2 separate regions of the Pan troglodytes genome follow, and region 1 is linked to region 2. A link is a contact called in public HiChIP or PLAC-seq data. All regions are on one chromosome and are shown on one strand. The core of a region is the stretch at or near the end of the contact, and the rest is flanking DNA. Distances in the headings are between cores, read along the strand shown. Region 1 holds the start of CTTNBP2NL (CTTNBP2 N-terminal like). Region 2 holds the start of RHOC (ras homolog family member C).

Evidence for each region. HiChIP or PLAC-seq counts read pairs in DNA pulled down with a chosen protein or histone mark.
Region 1: an H3K4me3 HiChIP or PLAC-seq map of stem cell-derived excitatory neurons shows a contact between it and region 2, with 17 times the contacts expected there. The contact joins the promoter of CTTNBP2NL here to the promoter of RHOC in region 2. A contact is called at or near these places in 3 of 7 Hi-C or Micro-C datasets (induced pluripotent stem cells and stem cell-derived neural progenitor cells), 1 of 1 datasets of contacts at active chromatin or transcription factors (stem cell-derived excitatory neurons) and 1 of 1 other capture datasets (stem cell-derived neural stem cells).

Annotation. Positions count from the first base shown.
Region 1 is chr1:118,797,676-118,802,344 of NHGRI_mPanTro3-v2.0_pri, reverse strand. CTTNBP2NL (CTTNBP2 N-terminal like) reads left to right here and starts at 3,414. Exons shown (of 6, transcript XM_513635.6): 1 at 3,414-3,979.
Region 2 is chr1:118,482,788-118,488,145 of NHGRI_mPanTro3-v2.0_pri, reverse strand. RHOC (ras homolog family member C) reads right to left here and starts at 3,183. Exons shown (of 5, transcript XM_003308320.4): 1 at 2,853-3,183.

The sequences.
Region 1 (4,669 bases), core at 2,165-4,664, 310 kb before region 2:
CGTGGAATTCTTTTAAGGGTGAAATGAGATGTCATATAAAAAATTGCATAATGCTTAGCACATAATTTGATAGCTTGATTAATGTATCTAGCATATATCATTATATTAAATCATAGGCTGAAATGATCTTTAGGAATTATTCCACTACTTTCATGCCTTTTATCAATGAACTTAAATGGAGTTAAGTGAGCAGTTTACTTTGCCAAGTAGGTTTGTGTATCGGGTCGAATGATGTCCCCCCAAAATTCATGTGCACCCATCTCAGACTGTGAATTTATTTAGAAATAGGGTCTTTGCAGATGTCATGAGTTCAGATGAGGTCATGGTGGAATAGAGTAGGCTCTAAGTACAACATGAGTGGGGCCTTTATAAGAAGAGGAGAGGACATACAGAGACGCTGAGACATAGAGAGAAGAAGGCCATGTGAAGACGGAGGCAGGTATTGGGATGATGTAGTTACACGCCAATGATCACTGGGAACCACCAGAAGCCAGGGGAGAGAGGCATGGGATGGAGCATCTCTCAGAGCCCCCAGAAGGAGCCAACCTTGTCAACACCCTGATTTTGTTTGTTTGTTTGTTTTTTTGAGACAGAGTTTCGCTCTTTGTTGCCCAGGGTGGAGTGCAGTGGCACGATCTCGGCTCACTGCAACCTCCACCTCCTGGGTTCAAGCGATTCTCCTGCCTCAGTCTTCCGAGTAGCTGGGATTACAGGCACCCGCCACCATGCCCAGCTAATTTTTGTATTGTTAGTAGAGACGGGGTTTCACCATGTTGGCCAGGCTGGTCTAGAACTCCTGACCTCAGGTGATCCACCCACCTCAGCCTCCCAAAGTGCTAGGATTACAGGAGTGAGCCACTGCACTCGTCCAACACCCTGATTTTGTACTTCTAGCCTCAAGAACTGAGACAGAACACATTTCTGTTGTTTTAAGCCGCCCAGATAGAAACTACTATAGTTGATGACAGAATGAGAACTAGACTCCAGATTTTTTAACCTCTAGCCTAGACCTCTTTTACTCCATTGCTGCCTCCCCAAACCAGCAATAAACATTTATGGAAATTTACTTATTTGGAAAAAAATTGACACAATCTATAATTTTTAAGCACTTTAAGTTGTTGCCTGACACAATAGGCATTTAATAAATATTTTACTGTCCAGTTGATAAAATGATAGACATTAAAATGTTATATTTTGTTATACAAATCTAAGATATTGTTATGAACCATTTTTTACCTCTGCGTACACCTATGCACCAGACTCTAAATTTATTTACAAGGTTTATGTATTGAAGAATCACAGACCTCCATAACTGTCTCACTGCTACAATCTGAAAGATACACGAGGTTCACAAGCCCTGCCTGTTCCCTACTTCTAGGGGTGAAAAATTAAAAGGAAAGCAATCTGAACACCTTCAAGACTCTGAATCCTACAAGGCAGGGATGTTCTCATTTTTGCGGAGTCCTTCTACACTCATTTAGGAATACGCAGAAGGGAAGCCAGGAAATCAGGGGAGTTGCCCATTGCTCTAAAGGAAGTAGGTCACAGAGCACTGCTCCCACCCAGTCAGCCAGGGAAAAGAATGGGTGGTGGTGGGTTAACAGCTACAAAGGGAATGAGGGAAAGAAAGGAGGACCTGCCGGGCATGGTGGTTTACGCCTGTCATCCCAGCCACTTTGGGAGGCCAGCGGGTGGATCACCTGAGGTCAGGAGTTTGAGACCAGCCTGGCCAACATGGCAAAACCCCATCTCTACTAAAAATATAAAAATTAGCTGGGCACAGTGACAGGCGCCTATAATCCCAGCTACTCGGGAAGCTGAGGCAGGAGAATCGCTTGAACCCAGAAGGCGGAGGTTGTAGTGAGAGATTGCGCCATTGCACTCCAGTCTGGGAGACAGAGCAAGACTCCATCTCGATTAAAAAAAAAAAGAAAAGAAAAGAAAAACAAGGGAGGAGCTGATTCACTAGAACAACTCTTAGAGTGACTCAGAAGCCAGCAGAAAATAGCTTGTTCTCCCACATCTGCTTCATTGTCAGGCGATGAGGCACTTCCTCATTGCATACCCATAGGCAGAGCGAAAGGGAGGAGGAGGAAATGGGATTTTTCAAGTTCCTTTGCCTGCTCCAGCACCTAACACTCTGTATTTGTAATCATTTCAGACATTTTGTTTCAAGTCAGTATTTATTGAGTACCTACTCTGTGCCTGGCCCTTCATCTTAGCTTTCAGATTGTCAGTTTTCAGAACACAAGGCATAATGCCTTTCTGAAGTTCAGTATACCCTGCATCATTACTCCAGATTCACTTACACTGCTATTGAGCACCTTCACTCATAGTCTTGCTATCCTTCATATACAGAGATGACCCTCCCAAGCCTAAAATCAACAAGGGGAGGCATAGAGCTGTCCTTCTGGCTCTAATGTTTGCTTTACCATCATCCACGCCCATTCTTAGTCCAGCATGTGAGAGCCAGTGTGAAGTGAGCAGAATATGGCATAAGTATGGAGTCATACATCCTTACTGGAAATTCTTTACCATTTACTAGCTCTATGACTTTATTTGACTTCTCTGAATCTCTATCTTCTCATCTGTAAATTGGACACAATGATGTCTATCCTACACTGTAGGATAGATTTCTCATACAGCACTGAAAATGACATCAAATACCATTAAATGAAAGTACATGGCACAGTGATAACATGATAAATACTTGTTTACTTCTTTCAGACTATAATCGCACAAACTGATCACATCCCTCAGTCAGACTGTAAACTGCATGAGGCAGGCTGCATCTGCCTTGGGGACTGTCTGCCTAGGCAAGCACTAGGTCCCTAATGCTGTCTTGCGAATTATAATTGCTAAGTTTAGGGATAATGTATTAAGTGTACTACATTATTTATGCATTATGAATATTCGTCTCAAATATTTATTATATTGTATTTAAAATAATGTGGTTATTGTAAATGTAACCAGCTGAATCAATCTGTGAGCTGACAGCCATTCTGTGGAAAAGGAATTCAGAAACTTTGACCTTAGGTAGGGATACAACTAGTTATACATCCACTCCCCTCTCTGAGTTATTTGGTCCTGCCTAAGACTTGCTGCCACCAAGATCTGCATTCCTGTGTTCACAAGGCAGACATTCCTTGCATCCTCTGTACTCTCCATTGTTTCAACTTCACTGCAAACACCATTCCCCACAATATAATGAGGCCAAGGACAGAAAACAGTCGCCTCAGCTGGCAAGCATAGGGTGGAAAAACCTGCCACACAAATTTGCAATTATTTGACTTCCGCCTGGAAGGCAGGTCGGCTGGGTTTATGTCCCCCAAAGTTAGTATCCTCTTCTGTACAAAATGTGGTTGAGAGAAGGATGATCTCCAGGTGTTTCATCTTTGCACCCTTGCTTCCAGCACCACGCCCACAGGCGCTTCCAGAAAAAAGAAAAAAAAGGGAGCAAGGAAGCCAGGTTTTTCAACAACGAATTCATTCTAATGCAGACACCAAAGCCCACTTCATTTATTAACATTCTGGATAAAATCCCAATCGATTAGGCCACCAGAGCCCTCCATTCCTAAACTCCCCGTACAGTCAGGTAAAAGCACGAAGCACTAGTCACGGTCCTGCCCAGAAACCACGCAGAGGTGGAAAGTTGCAGACCCCGAGCCGGGAGGGGCGCGAGCCCATCCTGAAGCCCAGGACCCAGGAGGGCGCTTCCTCCCGGAAGTGACGCGAGCTCAATCCCGGCCTTGCTCTTCCCAAACAAAAGGGATCTTGGGGCCCCGGGAGGAGCCTGAATGACTTTGGAGAAGCCCCGCCTCCAGCCGGCGCGGATTGGGGCCGAGGCTGGAGAAGCAAGGAGGCGATTGGCGCTGGTGAATGCCAATGCCCCCGCCGGGCGGCTGAGGGGGCGGAGCCTCAGCCGCTGTGGATGGGGAGTGGAGGCGGAGGGGAGCGGAGCCCGGAGCGTCGTGGAAAGGTAGGAGCAACTATCCCTGGGGCTTGGTGATGGCTGGGAGGCCGGGTTCTCAAGAGCAAAGCAAGGATAGGGGCACCGGTAGCCTCCCGCCGCCGTCTCAACGGCCTCTGGGCCCATCCCCTGAGGGGGCGGGGCCGTCTCCTCCACCTCCCGGTATTCCCCGAGGAGGCGGCTCCTCATCCTTCGAGGGTCCTCACAGCTACTTTTTGTCCCTCGTCGATTCCCAGCTCCTCAGAAGGGGCTTCCCTCTGACACCCCTCATTCAAAGGCGCCTCCCACCCCGCACCTCAGCCTTGGCGGAGAGGACTCACAGGTACCGATTCTCTAGGCTGCCGCCCCCAACCCCATTTTGTACCCCCGGAAGGCCAGACATCCCTCCCTACACCTGTCCCTGCTCGCCAGGGTGGGACTGGAGCTGCTTTCCTCCGTAAGATAAAATTGGTGTTTCCCAAAAAGGAGGGATGGGGCGAAGCAAAAATCAAAGACCGACCTAGACAGCCAGCTTTACGGAGGAAGCGGCTTCTCCCACTTAAGTTCTTCCCATCCCCCATTCTCTGATGCTCAGTCTTCCTCCCGCAGCCCCTCGCATCCTCTGGCCTCTTGTGAGGAGTCGAGAGCTCTCCTGTTTTGGGACTTCTTTGGACTGTGAAAGAGGGAGAACTAGGACCTCCTCTCCTTCACCCTTTGTAC
Region 2 (5,358 bases), core at 1,934-4,433:
TCTATCTACTTCACACATCAGGGTTTTGAGTCAGACTTCATTGGTTACCAGGATTTTGATGCATTTACAGTTTAATAATCTCTAAGGTCCAATCTAGAACAGACTGTCCCTCAGCACAAGTCATAACTGTCCAGTCACAAATGAGGAGTCCCTCTCTAGGACCAGAGTAGCAGAACCAGCTACCAGGTGGTAGGTGGGTAAAGGAAGAATAGTTATAGAGCCCCTAGGTGCCAGGCACTCTGTCGGGCATTTTGGCAGGAATTATCTCCTTCGGTCCCCAGATGCCTGGAAGGTAGATGGTGCACTTTCCATTTTGACAAACCAGGAAACTAAGGCTCAGTGAGGTTAAGACACAGATTCAGAGCTGTGGCTTATAAGGGGCAGGGATAGCACCCAAAGCAGGACTGTGTGACTCAAAGTCGTGCCTCTTCGACATGTCACCTCAGCGGCAGGAAGGAGAGCAGAAGCAGGGAAACCCAGACAGAGGACAGGGGTAGCAGCCAGCCAGCTTCCCTGGTCCACCCAACCCGGTCCCCAAAGCCCCAAGTAATACAAAGGAGGCTCAGTCCCAGCAATGCCCACAGCTCGAGTTTGGGCAGGCTGCCTTCCTCCCCCCTTCCTCCTAGGCCTGCCAGCAACACTGGGTCACTCAGCCCCCGGCAGGGGACAATGACCACACTGTAGGGAGCCACACATCTACCACAGCACAGTGACTGAGAAGAATCCACCAGGGAATCACCTCCACCCACTCTGGAACAGCCCCTTCCTCCCTCAGTCCAGCTCACCCGCATGCCCTGCCCACCCCTCCCTGTGACTCAGGGCAAGGAGTCAGCTTCCCGGGCTTCCATGTGTCCCCCACCCCCAGCACACACGGCGAGCATCTGCACAGTTCATCACACCTTCGCAGCTTCCCTCACTTCCTCCTTCCCTGGGGAGGGGAACTGACCTCCAGCCGGCTGAAGTTCCCAGGCTGCAGGAAGAGAGGGCGGGCTCTGGAGCTGAGATGAAGTCAAGGCTGTTGGGAAGGGGGAGGGGGCTAGAGTCTGGGCTGGGAGGAGCCCCAAAAGAAGAGACAAATGAGGGCCAGTCCCAGCACCAACCAGGCAGGGAGCAGTTAAGAAAGCGACGGTAACCTGATCTCAGCCTCAAACCTAGCTTTTTCTCTCAGTCCCACATCCTGTCAAACTGGGCTGACTGAACGCCTCTACTCCCCACACCCCACCACCACCTCACACTGCCCTTTAGGAAGCGAATACTCCAGCCCCAGGCCTCTTCCCTTCAACAAAGATCCTGGGTGGCCCTTCCCTTGCCTCCAGACACATTCACAAAACTGTTGGTTTTGTGGACATGAGTCAGAGAATTTACAGGAGTTCAAAGTACACAGCCACACTCTTCCCACCACAAAACGGACTCTCTCTGATTCCCCAGAAGACAAGCAAGAAGGCATTCACCCTGTCGGCAGATCGCCTCCAGAAATGGAAACCATCCTCTAAAAAGAGGGTTCCTTGGGAATTCTATCCCGGTGACTGACGCTGGGGTTTCTTCCAACTCCTCCACCCACTCCATTAGTTCACCTTGCCCTGTTTTGTAAAGATGGGCTGGGGTAGCCCCAACCTGGGGTGGACAGTGTTGATGGAGGGCAATCACTACTGGGGTGAAAGCCAGTCACTTAGGCATGAGTATGCCACTGCTGTCCCCCCAGCAGGGCAATTCAGACGGCACCAGAGTGGTAGGATGCAGAGGACAGAAACCCCGGGTTGAGGCATGCGTTAAGGGACCTGGAGCCTCCAGCCCAATTAGAAGACTTTCCCTCCAGGCTATGATTGGGCCGGAACAGCAGGCACCCCAGGCCAGGACACTAGGCCCAAGGCCAAGATGGCATGGACAACTCCCTGTGAGAGGCAGCCCCAGAGGGACTGTCCCACTGACCCCTTAAGAGGGGCAACTGAGCCCCACACAGGGCCTGAAATGGAGCCTGGAACTTCTGGGGCCTTCCCCAAGACAACACAGTGTGGATACATCAGACCTCTCTCCAATCGCTCTCTTGAATTCCCAGATGATCCAGAGCGGCCGGTTGACTTTGCCGACCCACCCTACACCTAGGGAAGGAATCCGTTCTGGAGATACCAAGAGATACTGCATTCTCAACTTTAAAACCAGAGTGAGGGCGGGACTCGGCCTCGGGATCCCAGTCCCAAACCCCAGGATACTCTTTCTTGGTTCGAGTATGAAGAAGGAGGATTCTCATTCTCATTTTCTCTCTCTCTCTCTACACACACACACACACACACACACACACACACACCACACACAGAGTTGGATCCTTCCCCATCTCCCTTATCCTCAACACAAGCGGGCTCCAGGAACCGTCTAGGGCGGCGTCCAGACCCTGCCGAACAGTGGCAGGTCCCAATGGTCACATCCCGCCCCTATTCCCGCCATACCTCCCTCCTGGCCTGGAGGAATTCCCACCCCATCCCACTCTAGGTCCCCTGCGGCCGCCCACCCTGGGGGCTGGGGCGTCTGAGTTGAGGTTCCCTCGCCCCTCGCCCGGCGGGGCAGGTTCCGGGAAGCTGGGAGGAGAGGGGAAGGGGCTCCGACTCGGACCTCAGGAGGCCAGAGCCCCTGCCGGCAGGTCCGGGCCCCCTCGCTGCAGCCCGCGGAGGGGCCGACGCGGTCCGACCACCGCCCAGCCCGGATGCCGACTCCGCTTGGAGGGAACGGGGTCCACGCCCAGGCTGAAGCCCCTCCTCGCACGGGCCCCGATCTCCGGGCCAGCGAGGAAGCGAAAGTGCTCTCCCGGGGACGAGTTCCCAAGACGCCCCACCGCCCGCAGCCCCGGCCCAGGGTACCTTCCGCTCCGCCGCCTCCAGCTGCGCGGCCGGTGCCGGAGGCTCAGACTGACCCCAGGGCCCCGCCCCGCCCTCCTCCAGCGCCGCGGCGGGGAGGGCGGGCCCGGCACGGGGAGGGTCGGCCGGGGGCGGCCCTTGGCTCGGCCCGCCCCGGCCCCGCGCAGGGCCGCAGCCGCCGGCCCCCTCCGCAGGCCGGGGACTGGGGGCCAGGGGCGTCCACCCCTCCAGGTCGGGGAGAGCCACGAGGAGATTCCTGGACTGCGGAGGAGCCGGGCGAGTGGGGCGAGCACGACCCGGGTGGACTCAGACTCTGCCCAGCCTTCAATCCCCTAGGGGAGGACCGGCGTCGGGAAAGTTAAGAGGTGCTCGGGGTGGGGTCAGGAAGGGCCGCTGCTGCCCTCCTGTGGCCAAGCGGCCACCCGCTCCTGCTGCACCTGGGACCTCGCGGGAAGCGGGACTGGGAAAGGGTATCCCCCCGGAGGTCCCAGGGCCCGGCGCGGGTGTGTTGGTTGGGGGGAGATGTCCACCCTCTTGTTCCTAGGATCGTACAGCCCAACGTCATCCCCCAAACTTGAAGACCTCTCAGAGCCGTTCAGACCCAGACCACCGTTCCTCCTCACAATTCGCTTTCTTCCCTGGGCCTGGAATTTCCAGGAGTCCAATTCCTACCTACTCCTCAAAGGGTGCGCCTAGAAATGCTTCCGGATCCCAGCTGTGAATTCTGTTCCCACTCCTAGGTCTGACTTGGCGCATAGGATATTCACCTACACGCGTATCTCCTTTCCCTGTAAGGGAGCTGAGGAGGTGGGAGTAGAATGAGGAAGTCCACCAACATTTCATTGGCTTGTGCTTGGGACACTACACAGCTTAACCCTTTCAATATTCATCACAGATCTCTGGGGAAAATACACCCATCCCTTTTTGCCCATAGAGAAGCTGAGGTTCAGAGAAATCAAGTGGCTTACACAAATGTTTTTGACTTGTGACAGCAAGAATTCACACAGCCGGGCTTGTCTGGCTCCAAACTGGTGGTCTGGCCCTGCTACCTCCCGGGCTCCTCCAGCCTGTCCCTTCCCCCGTTGTCTAGCAGAGTGAGTGGCACATAATAGGTTGTCAACAAATATTTGATGAATGAATGAATGTTAGGAGTCATACAGACTTTAAATATCTGAAGTGCAATCCAGACATTTGACAAATGTGAAAACAGGTCCGCAGCAGTTTGGCCCCAGGCCTCTTAACTGACTCAATAAACATTTCTTGAGGGTGAACTGAGAGCTATGTTCAGAAGATCCATTTCTGCCTTCAAACAACTTAGAGTCTAAATGAGGAATGCAATTTCAAGATAGCTAACATTTATTGAATCCATATTACATGGACCTGGGTCCACATACATTAACTACAAGAATCCCATGAGGTAGCTATCTCCATTTTACTGAGAAGCAAATTGAGGTTCAGAGAGGTTACAGAGCTAGTGCTGGGTCTGACACTAGAACCCAAACAGCTGAACTCTAGAGCCCCTGTTCTTAATTCCTACTCCCTACTGACTCCTAATGTAGACAGTTACAATACCGGAGGTCATTGCTGTAGTGTGGGCATGTGTGGGCTGTGCGATACCCAGTCCTGAACAACAGGTGAAGTTCTCAAGATAAGGTGATGTGTAGATTTTTTTAATTTTAATTTTTTTTTGAGACAAGGTCTCTGTTGCCTAAGTGTGCAGTGGCAATATCTCAGCTCACTGCAGCCTCAACTTTCCGGGCTCCAATGATTTTCCCACTTCAGCTTCCCCAGCAGCTGAGACTACAGGCGTGTACCATCACACCTAATTTTTGTATTTTTTGTACAGATGAGGTCTTGCTATATTGCCCAGGCTGGTGAGGAGCCTTTTCTAATTATTTTGCTCATCTTTATTTTTGCTTCCCTTAACTTACTTTGGGTTTAATTTGCTGTTCTTTTTCTAGCCTCTTAAGGTGGAAACAGATCACTGATTTCAGATCTTTATTCTTTTCTACTATAAGCAATACTCTTAATTTCCTTGGATGCTTAACTTCTTCCCACAGGCACTCACCACTACATTCAGCTAATTTTTTATTTTTTTGTAGAGATGGGGTCTCACTATTGCCCAGGGTGGTCTTAAACTCTTGGGCTTAGCAGTCCTCTCACCTCTGCCTCCCAAAGTGTTGGGATTACAGGCGTGAACCACCGTGTCCAGCAGTAGATTTTGAATAAGTTGGAGCTACTAAAAGCCCACAGTTATGCAAACCCCAGGAAGTTGGTGGTGGTGGTAAAAAATGAGGCTGGAGAAGGAAGCAGTGGCTGGATCGTGAAGGTCCTTATATGCCATGCACAGGAGTTGAGTGTTGATTTTGTTCTAGGCGCAATAAGGAGCCACTAAATTTAGGAGGCCAATATAGTAAAAGGTGGTGGTGACTGAAGGCGGGGAGAGATGGAGATAAGTAGAGAAATACTTTTAAAGGTCTATAGTCAACAATACTTAGTGATCAATTAC